3 separate regions of the Ovis aries genome follow, and regions 2 and 3 are each linked to region 1. Evidence: chromatin contacts called from public Hi-C data. All regions are on one chromosome and are shown on one strand. Each heading gives the region's core, a stretch centred on a gene start, on an enhancer-like site or on the middle of the called end of the contact. The rest is flanking DNA. Distances are from core to core; before and after follow the strand shown.

Region 1 (3,267 bases), core at 541-3,040:
TTCAGATGTTATCTTGCCTGCATGATCTGCCTGCAGGATTGCTAAGGGGGCTTTTGGGGGTAAAGAGCTTAGTCATTTTTAAACTGCTTAATTCTTTAATCTTCTTTTATCTAGGAAAAGACTCAACAGGCTAGAGCATAAGTCAGGAGTTAGTTTCAATTGCTCAGAGAGCTCATTCCTATAACTAGGCTCTTAAAAGGTTAGAGGGTGGACCTCCCTAGTGGCTCAGACAGTAAAGAATCAATGTAGGAGACCTGAGTTCGATCCCTGGGTCGGAAAAATTCCCTAGAGCAGAGAATGGCTATCCACTCCAGTATTCTTGCCTGGAGAATTTCACGGACAAAGGAGCCTGGCAGACTACAATCCATGGGGTCACAAAGAGTCAGACACGACTGAGCGACTAACACTCTCACAAGGTTAGAGGATAATAGAAATGGGCAAACAGAAAAGGGGCTAGAGACTTCCCTGATGGTACAGTGAATCCACCTGCCAATGCAGGGGACATGAGTTCAATCCCTGGACTGGGAAGATTCCACATGCCTCAGAGCAATGGAGCCCGTGAGCTACAACTAGTAAGTCTGTGTTCTAGAGGCCTCCAGCTGCAACTAGTGAGCTCAAGTGCTGAAGCTACTGAAGGCCGTGAGCCTAGAGCCTTTACTCCTCAACAAGAGAAGCCATCGCAGTAGGGAACCACCACACTGCAAGGAAGAGTGGCCCCCACTTGCCAAAATTAAAGCCTGGGCAAAGCAGTAAAGACCCAGTTCAGTTCAGTCGCTCAGTCATGTCCCACTCTCTGCGACCCCATGAATCACAGCATGCCAGGCCTCCTGTCCATCACCAGCTCCCGGAGTCTACTCAAATTCATGTCTATCGAGTCCGTGATGCCATCCAGCCATCTCATCCTCTGTCGTTCCCTTCTCCTCCTGCCTCCAATCCCTCCCAGCATCAGGGTCTTTTCCAATGAGTCAGCTGTTCGCATGAGGTGGCCAAAGTACTGGAGTTTCAGCTTCAGCATCATTCCTTCCAAAGAAATCCCAAGGTTGATCCCCTACAGAATGGACTGGCTGGATCTCCTTGCCCCAGTGCAGCCATAAATAAATAAATGAAAAAAGGGACAAAAATGCTACTTTGTCTTAACAGAAATACTTGGAAACAAAATATCTAAGAACTTCTGGCAGCAATGGCATGCTTAGAGACCACCTCACAGTTAATATGACCCCTACTCCAGTTACCAAAAGGAACCTGGGCATTTTGCTTTCAATATCCTCTCTGGAGTTGTTTCTAACTGTTCCAAGATTAAATGGAATACTTATAGAAAGCAGCTAGTCTTCACCTAACTACAGAAGAATAAAATCTCATTGTGATATTACAGGATCATGGTTATATCTTCTTGTGTGTGTGTGTGTGTGTGTGTGTGTGTGTGTGTGTGTGTGTGTGTGCGTTAGTCACTCAGTCTTGTTCAACTGATTGTGACCCCATGGGCTGTGGAGCCCACCAGGCTCCTCTGTCCATGGGATTCTCCAGGCAAGAATACTGGAGAGGGTTGCCATTTCCTCCTCCAGGGATCTTCCAGACCTAGGGATGGAACTCAAGACTCTTGCGTCTCCGGCTGGGAAGCCCTAATACCTTCATAAACTAGGTGTTTTCCACCTTTGATGATCAGGGAACAGCAGTATATGGCCAGATCAGAAAGTGTAAAAGCTGAAAATGGGATTGAAGACAGAAAGTCCAATGTGTTGCTGGCCACTGCGGTGTCAGTGCTCTCGATGCAGGTGTAACCTGAACCCTCACTTGGGAGCCAGAAATCAGCCGAGAAGAGGCTTCGGGAGAGAGACTGCCCTGGCCCCGTCAAGTGGATGAAGTGGGGCCTCACCCCACCAGACAGGCTGGACCCTTGAGTTCCTGACTGGCACCGAGGGCCTGGGTAAGTCCTTGCTATAGTGTCTCAGTGGATCTTTATGTAAGGAGGGGAGTACTGGCGCTAGACGCTAAGGTGTGAGCTGAGCACTTTGAGAGCGAGCATACGGAAGGAAAGTGCCCTGGTTATTACTTCTTGGCAGCCCCTCGGCCTTATCTGGCTCTGCCATATACAGCTGATGCCGGGGTGCAGGAAGTTCAGAGCAGTCAGACACTGTGGACCGAATATCCGGAACTACATCCCAGAACTTGGAGAACCCTGGCCTTCCCTGGGCTGCTCCACGAGATGTGCAGGCCACACAGAGATCCCCAACAGGCTTAGTCCTGCCACAGGGTCCGGGCTACTCCTCCCTCCGGGAAAAGGGAGTTCGCTCCAGGCGGAGGAGAGAGGGTTAAGGAGGCAGATTCTGCGACCCAAGGCTGCTGGCCGAAGCGCCCACCCGCCATCCGCTTCCCCGGAAGCCCCAGCCGGGTCGGGAGGGCGGGGCTCAGGATCTCGGAGAACGGCTCGAGTCGGCGACCCCACGGTGGAGCAGCGTGTGCAGGGACGCGGAGCCGAGCCTCGGGGAGAGAAGGGACCTCTTTTACACGAAGCAAGGGGTACCCCCACCTGGAGCCGGGGGATGCCACCATGCCAGACACTCGCCTGACATTCGCTTCCGGTCGGGAGCACCTCCCTCTCGAGGTCCCGCCCCCACGTCCACTGCCTGCTGGGATTTGTAGTTCGTAAAGGCGGGACCAACTGGCCAGGCGCGTATGCGGGTCTGTGTGTTTGTGTGTGTGTGTGTGTGTGAGCGTGTCTCGAGGTCCGCTGTGGCGTCCCCATCCTTTCAACCTCGCCCCTGAGGGCTCATTGCACTTAGGCAAGGCGCAAAGGCCGCAGGCCGGCGCGCCCGAGGCCCTGTCCCATCCCCCACTCCTGCTGGGATTTGTAGTTTGGGCTGGGCTCTGGCCTCGCTGGGGCCCGGAATTGGAGTCCCACCTGGGCCCGGCCTGGTGCCGTCCTTATTCCTGCTTTTTTCAGCGGACCGTGGATCTGGATAGTAGGCCTGGCGCGGGTCGCAATCTCGGCCAAGCTCCCCCTGGTCCTTCCTACCGGCCTCCACCTCCTACCCACCCCGTTCACCAACTCGACCTTTGTGCCTGCGCCTATGGGACCAGCCGGCAGATTCTCAAACCAAAGCACGGAGAGGGGCGCGGTCTGGGAGAGGTGGAAAGCCCGGAGAGAAAGCCAGAGTAAGGACTTGGCCTGGGCGTCCCAGCCCAGCCCTGCTGAAGCAGGCGATGATCCAGGGCTCTTTCAGTACTTAGAGAGTCTGTGATCAACGGTGTCCCAAAATGATGACCAGA
Region 2 (3,267 bases), core at 484-2,983, 180 kb before region 1:
CTCTTCTTTAAACTATACATGTGCATGACATTTAGTCTACCTTAGTACCTATGATCTATTTCACAATAAAAATAAAAGGAAAAAAAGAAGACAGTAACCACAACTGGTATCTTAATCTGTCCCAGAGAAAACAATCTCCTGACTACAACTAAGCAAAATATCTGGAAAACAATTTCTCTTTCAGAGAAAGGGAAACCTGAGGCTGACAGAATATATAAGAAAAGAAACCAAAGAATACCCTGAAATTACTAGATTATTCACAGAACATTTATCAAGTACTTTTCATGAGCAAGGTGCGATCCTAGACTCTGTGCATAATACAAAAATATGTCAAATGCAAAACCTTGAGCAAGAAATTTAAGAGTTAATATAAGAGTATAATCTTGTATTTATTTTATTTATTCGGATGTGCCAGGTCTTAGTTACAGCAGGCAGGCTCTTCGATCTTCACTGCAACATGCAAACTCTTAGCTGTGGCATGTGGGATCTAGTGGCATGTAGTTCTCTGACCAGGGATCAAACCCAGGCCCCCTGCACTGGGAGGGTAGAGTCTTAGCCACTGGACCAGCAGGGAACTCCCCAAGAATATAATCTTAAACAGATAAACAGGCACAGAGACAGAATTATAGTCTTGGAGAATGAACAATCCCGGAACAAAGAACACTGCCCCTACAGTGTAGCCTAGTGATATGTTTACCTGCTAACTCACCAGAAAACAAGTATATACCAAACATGTTCAAATCAGAAGTTCCAAGTTCAGATATGGAAAAGATTAACTGAGCTTAAACAGGAAAAGCTTCAGACGTGATGGAAACCTACTTAGAGACTGGTAAGGTATCAACAAGTCGGAAAACTGTACACAGGTCAGAGTACCAAGGCTGGGCCAAAAGATCTCCAGCAATTCCCAGGAGAAGCACAATGAGTCCAGCAGAAGGCAGAGGGTACAGTCACAGAAGTGACTGACAGGGCTCTCAAAGCTCATGGGTTCCAGTACTCCTTCCATCGACTTAAAGAGGGACAGACATATGAAACCCAGATTCCCAAACCAGTGACCCAATCTCAGAGGCCGGACTAGAATCCAAACCTCCTGGCAGCTACAACCCCAAGTGACAGTGCAGTGTAGTCCAAGTGCCCAGAGTTCAGGCTCTCCACTCTGAATGGTCTGATTTCAGGAATTACAGCAGGGCTCATTCGTCAGGTGTTTTGTAAAAACTCAAGGAGGTAACACCTGTAAAACAACGAGCCTGGCCCCGAAGCTAGGTATCCGATAAAGGAAAGCTGCTGTTATTATTAAAGTTGCTAGAAACATTAGAGCTACGATTACCAAGACTAGTAAGGTCCTCATTAAATAGCAGTCGAGTCGGATCGCGTGTAAAGTGTGACTTTCCCGCGGGGAGAGAAGGTTGGAGAGAGAAAAAGAAGAACGCGAGAGAGGAGCCCGCGCCCGGCCCCGCGCACCTCGCACCTCCCGCTCAGGTTCCGAGTCCTCGTCGGCCTCGCGCTCCCGCTTCACCCTCACCGCCGGGACTACCGGCGTCGGGGCCTCGCGCGCGCTCGCCGGCTCGACCTCCCGCTTCACGCGCACCGGGCTGCCTCGGGAGCTCGGCGCCTCGGGCTCCCGCTCCCGATCTCGTTCCCGTTTGACGCGAGCCGAGCTGCTCCGCGACTCGGACTCGCGCTTCCCGCGGGTCGAACCGCGAGACTCCCGCTTGGACCGGCTGGACATCGCCACTACCGGCCGAGTCGCCCGGCGCAGCCCCCAGACAAGACCGAGCGCGCGGCAAGCAGCCAATCAGAAGCGGCGCTGTTATGGAGGCCAAGGTTCTCTACGAGTCGCCGACGGGGACAAATCACGCCGCAGAGAACTTCGGGGAAGTACTGTGCCTTTTGTGGCTCCTTTGCTGCTGCGTGCGCACCGGAGACCGGTAGGCGGATCTTCTGCAAGTTACCCTTTTCCGGTTTAAAGAGGCAAGAACCTTTTACTGACTGGGGATTTCTGGATAACAGAAGCTGTCGTTGGACGCCCGGTGTCTTCAAGACACTTTGTATCCCGAAACGAGAATAGGGAAGTCGTCTCCACAGTCTCCGCGCCTCAAAGATCAACACCCCTGCACAGAACCAGGAGACATTCCCAAGTCATACCCTTATTGGAGCAACCTGGCGACTCTTAATTCCACATTTAGAGGAATCACAGAAAAATGAGAATGACGAGCAGAGAGAAACTAGAGAGTGGAGCCAATAAAGCTGAAGCTTCAGGACCTGACTTTCATGACCCCTTCCACACCCTGAATTACTTTACAGTTCTACTAAGGTGTGATTGATATACAATAAAAAGCGCATTTAAAGTGTCCAGTTCAGTTCAGTCGCTCAGTCGTGTCCGACTCTGCGACCCCATGAACCACAGCATACCAGGCCTCCCTGTCCATCACCAGCTACCCGAATTCACTCAAATTCATGTGCATCGAGTCAGTGATGCCATCCAGCCATCTCATCCTCTGTCGTCCCCTTCTCCTCCTGCCCTCAGTCTTTCCCAGGATCAGGGTCTTTTCCCATGAGTCAGCTCTTTGCATCAGGTGGCCCAAGTATTGGAGTTTCAGCTTCAATATCAGTCCTACCAGTGAACACCCAGGACTGATCTTGTTTAGGATGGACTGGTTGGATCTCCTTGCAGTCCAACGGACTCTCAAGAATCTTCTCCAACACCACAGTTCAAAAGCATCAGTTCTTCAGCGCTCAGCTTTCTTTATAGTCTAACTCTCACATCCATGCATGACCACTGGAAAAACCATACCCTTGACTAGATGGACCTTTGTTGGCAAAATAATATCTCTGCTTTTTATTATGCTGCCTAAGTTGGTCATAACTTTCCTTCCAAGGAGTAAGCGTCTTTTAATTTCATGGTTGCAATCACAATCTGCAGTGATTTTGGAGCCCAGAAAAATAAAGTCAGCCACTGTTTCCGCTGTTTCCCTGTCTATTTGCCATGAAGTGATGGGACCGGATGCCATAATCTTAGTTTTCTGAATGTTGAGCCTTAGGCCAACTTTTTCACTCCCCTCTTTCACTTTCATCAAGAGGCTTTTAGTTCCTCTTCACTTTCTGCCATAAGGGTGGTGTCATCTGCATATCTGAGGTTATTGATATTTCTCCCGGCAATCTTGATTCCGGCTTGTGCTTCTTCCAGCCCAGCATTTCTCATGATGTACTCTGCATACAAGTTAAATAAGCAAGGTGACAATATACAGCCTTGATGTACTCCTTTTCCTA
Region 3 (3,267 bases), core at 443-2,942, 160 kb before region 1:
AGGCCTGTGGGTGAAGGGATAGGGCAGCCATCGTGGGGCTGGCTCACTGTTTTCAGGCCCCTAACATTTGGGCAGGAACATTGCCAAGGCCCTTGCCCCTCACCACAGTCACTGGGAAGGTGGCCAGACTCATGGACTGTGAGCCTACTCAGGCCTCCTAAGGTGGGGAATGATGGCATCAGGAACAGGGACTCAGGGAGCCCTGTGACCACCCCCTCCACTTGCCCAGCCCCCTACCTTATCTCGCTTGTGCTCCTCATAAGTGTCATCATCAGTGGGCAGCTCATGGCGGCACAGAGGGCAGGAATTGGTCTGAGAAAAGCAGTGCAGTGTACCAGCCCGTCTGGTTTTCATAAGCTCAAAACAACCATCCCCAGCTCCCAATTCCCTACCCTTACCCCTCTCCCATCTCTGATCCCACACCCCACCCCAAAGGTCCATCAACAGAAAGAGGAGGCTTGAGGACTAGGCCCAAGGCAGGGTGAGGGCTGGGAGAAAGGAAACAGTACCTTGCTCAGCCAGGGCAGAATGCAGTTGGAATGGAAGAGGTGATGGCAAGGCATCTCAATGGCGGTCTCCGCCTCCTCAAATTCCAAAAGACACACGGGGCACTTGAGCTCTTGAGGAGGGAGTGCTAATCAGGAGAGCTGCCACAGGCCCTACCTCCTAGCTCCCACTCCTGAAGGACACACTTGCCCCAGCCTGACCTGGAAAACTGAAGGGCCAGACTGTAATCTGGCTTCCAGAGTTGGTCAGCCTGGCAGACCTGCCCCAAAGAATCAATGGAAGGACTTAGTGTTCTCACCAGCCTGAGAGCCCCTGATGACTGTCCTGGGAAGGTTCTCAACTGCAGTCTTGGCAGCGGGTGGAGGCAGGTGGTGATCCCAATCCACTACTAACCCCAAGTCTTCAAAGTCCATCCTATTGAAAAGGGACCTGGGAAGAAGGATGCAAGGTCAGAACCAAAGAATCTTTGCCCCCATAATCCACTAAACATTAACAGACAAATACTCTGCCCGACTAGTCATACTAATAGCTACCCCTCAGTAGTGCTCTAGACAAAAAAGCACAGTGGGAAATGGCTTACAGCTGCTATCAGACAACCCCAGGCCATCAGACAACCCCAAGCATGCAGGTTATTTATTCCAGTTTTACACGAGAGAGAGAAATTATTCGGGTCACTCAGGAATGACCCAAAAAAGCCAAATTCCAAGTGGCAGTGTAGCTTCCGTGCTTGAAGTGCCTAACGGATATACCTACTCACAGTCACATGGCCCCTGCTCCCATGACCCGCCTACTTCAGTACCTCCTAAAGCCCACTGCCCTCCAGTTCGCACACCCCCTCTTCCACACTCCAGATCGCTTTTTCCAGAATTCCCTTGCTCTAGTCTGTCCAAGGACGACCGAAATTATCGACTTCCCCCCGAATCTCACTGCGGAATTAACTCTGCAGATTATTTATCCGTTTTACCCAGAAACTGCTGCCCCACATAATCCGCGTTCTCCAGCCAGCCTCAGCCCAGACACCTGCTGTGTGGGCCCTACCTCCCAGCCCCACACACCCACCTTGCAAGCTCCAGCAGCATGTTTGTTCGGGGATCCCGTTCACGATCCAACGGCTCGCAGTCGTGTTCATCGAAATAAGACGCCATGGCAGCCGGGCTGTCTGACACAGCCCTCAGACCCGGCCGTACCTCAGTCTCGCGGCGCTGGCCAATAAACTAGCGAGTTGAGGGAGGACAACCAATCAGAGTCCCCAAGAGGCGGGCACAGTGGCTCTTTCGCCACATAGGAAGAGGAAGTATTCATTTTGTCACCTCTCATTGGCTCGAATAAGTCAGGTGACCAAGGGCTAAAGCCAATGGCAGGGACCGAGGTGGGTCAGAAAACGGTCCTCTTGGACCCCTCGGTCTAGGGTAGGTTTCTGGGAGACGTGAGCGTATCGCATAATCTTGAGAAGCCAAGTGTTTGAGCTATAGGGGTCCTCCATCCGCTCTGCGGCTCAGAGGATCTCGGCAGGTCAGATCTTACAGGCCTCTCAGAAAGAGGGCGGCGCTGACTCAGGGGTCAGGGTTCTGCGAGCCTGGGGAAGCCTGGAGTCGGGGCTTCTCGCTGCTCTGCCGCATCCTCGCCGGGCGGTTCAGCACCCGCTGCTCTCTAGTCAGTTCAGGACTAGACACTTGACGCCGCCTCGACTCCCGCAAAACAAATAAAACTTTCCTATTCAGTTCTGCTGTGTTAGGCACAATAATAAAAGGTGGGGTAAACTCCCCCACCCGAATAGAGGCCTTACCAGCTCAGGGAACTATATGTCTGTGTGATCTTTTAGCCCATTGCTCAGCGTTTCCCCTAGCTTCTGTAAAATTAGTGGCTTGAATTTAATAAGTAGTTTGCATCTCTGGCACCCAGGAACCTCTTGGAGGAAGAAAGGAGAGGTTGCAGCTTTAGGGGGAAAACAACAACAAAAAACTCCACACAACTGTTGTTTAGTCTCAAAGATCAAATTTAACTGATCTAGGCCTCTGTGTGTGTGTGTGTGTGTGTGTGTGTGTGCTAAATGATTTGGCTGCTAGCTATCATTTATTTGGCAACTAGAATCATTCCATTTATGTTGTACACAGGGTATAAATATAAATACTCACAATTATCCAGGAGCTAGTATCATTATAGTCAAAGCTATGGTTTTTCTAGTAGTCGTGTATGGCTATGAGCTGCTGCTGCTGCTGCTAAGTCGCTTCAGTCGTGTCCGACTCTGTGTGACCCCACAGACAGCAGCCCACCAGGCTCCCCCGTCCCTGGGATTCTCCAGGCAAGAACACGAATGGGCTGCCATTGCCTTCTGTGATGGCTATGAGAGTTGGACCTTAAAGAAGGCTGAGTGCCAAAGAACTGATGCTTTTGAATTGTGGTGCTGGAGAAGACTCTTGAGAGTCCCTTGGACTGCAAGGAGATCAAACCAGTCAGTTCTAAAGGAAATCAACCCTGAATATTCACTGGAAGGACTGGTTGCTGAAGCTCCAATACTTTGGCCTCCTGATTCAAAGAGCTGACTCATTGGAAGAGACTGATGCTAGGAAAGATTGAAGGCAGGAGGAAGAGAAGAGGGTGGCAGAGGATGAGATGGTTAGATAGCATCACCAACTCAGTAAACATGTATTTGGGCAAACACTGGGAGACAGTGGAGGACTGTGGGGCCTGGCATGCTGCAGTCCATGGGGTTGCAAAGAGTTGGCTACAGCTTAGTGACTGAACAACAAGAAGTATCAT

Evidence for each region. Hi-C and Micro-C count contacts between places; a contact is called where the count stands out from the background.
Region 2: a contact with region 1 is called in a Hi-C map of skin fibroblasts, with 4 times the contacts expected there. The contact joins the promoter of USP39 here to the promoter of CAPG in region 1.
Region 3: a contact with region 1 is called in a Hi-C map of hypothalamus, with 2.1 times the contacts expected there. The contact joins the promoter of RNF181 here to the promoter of CAPG in region 1. A contact is called at or near these places in 2 of 16 Hi-C or Micro-C datasets (hypothalamus and mixed tissues).

The regions. Positions count from the first base shown.
Region 1 is chr3:57,275,524-57,278,790 of ARS-UI_Ramb_v3.0, reverse strand. It overlaps CAPG (capping actin protein, gelsolin like), which reads left to right and starts at 1,790. Exons shown (of 10, transcript XM_060412094.1): 1 at 1,790-1,924.
Region 2 is chr3:57,457,532-57,460,798 of ARS-UI_Ramb_v3.0, reverse strand. USP39 (ubiquitin specific peptidase 39) reads right to left here and starts at 1,733. Exons shown (of 13, transcript XM_015094346.4): 1 at 1,459-1,733. The coding sequence starts at 1,726.
Region 3 is chr3:57,438,986-57,442,252 of ARS-UI_Ramb_v3.0, reverse strand. RNF181 (ring finger protein 181) reads right to left here and starts at 1,692. Exons shown (of 5, transcript XM_027966738.3): 1 at 1,567-1,692; 2 at 806-936; 3 at 510-619; 4 at 238-312. The coding sequence starts at 1,652.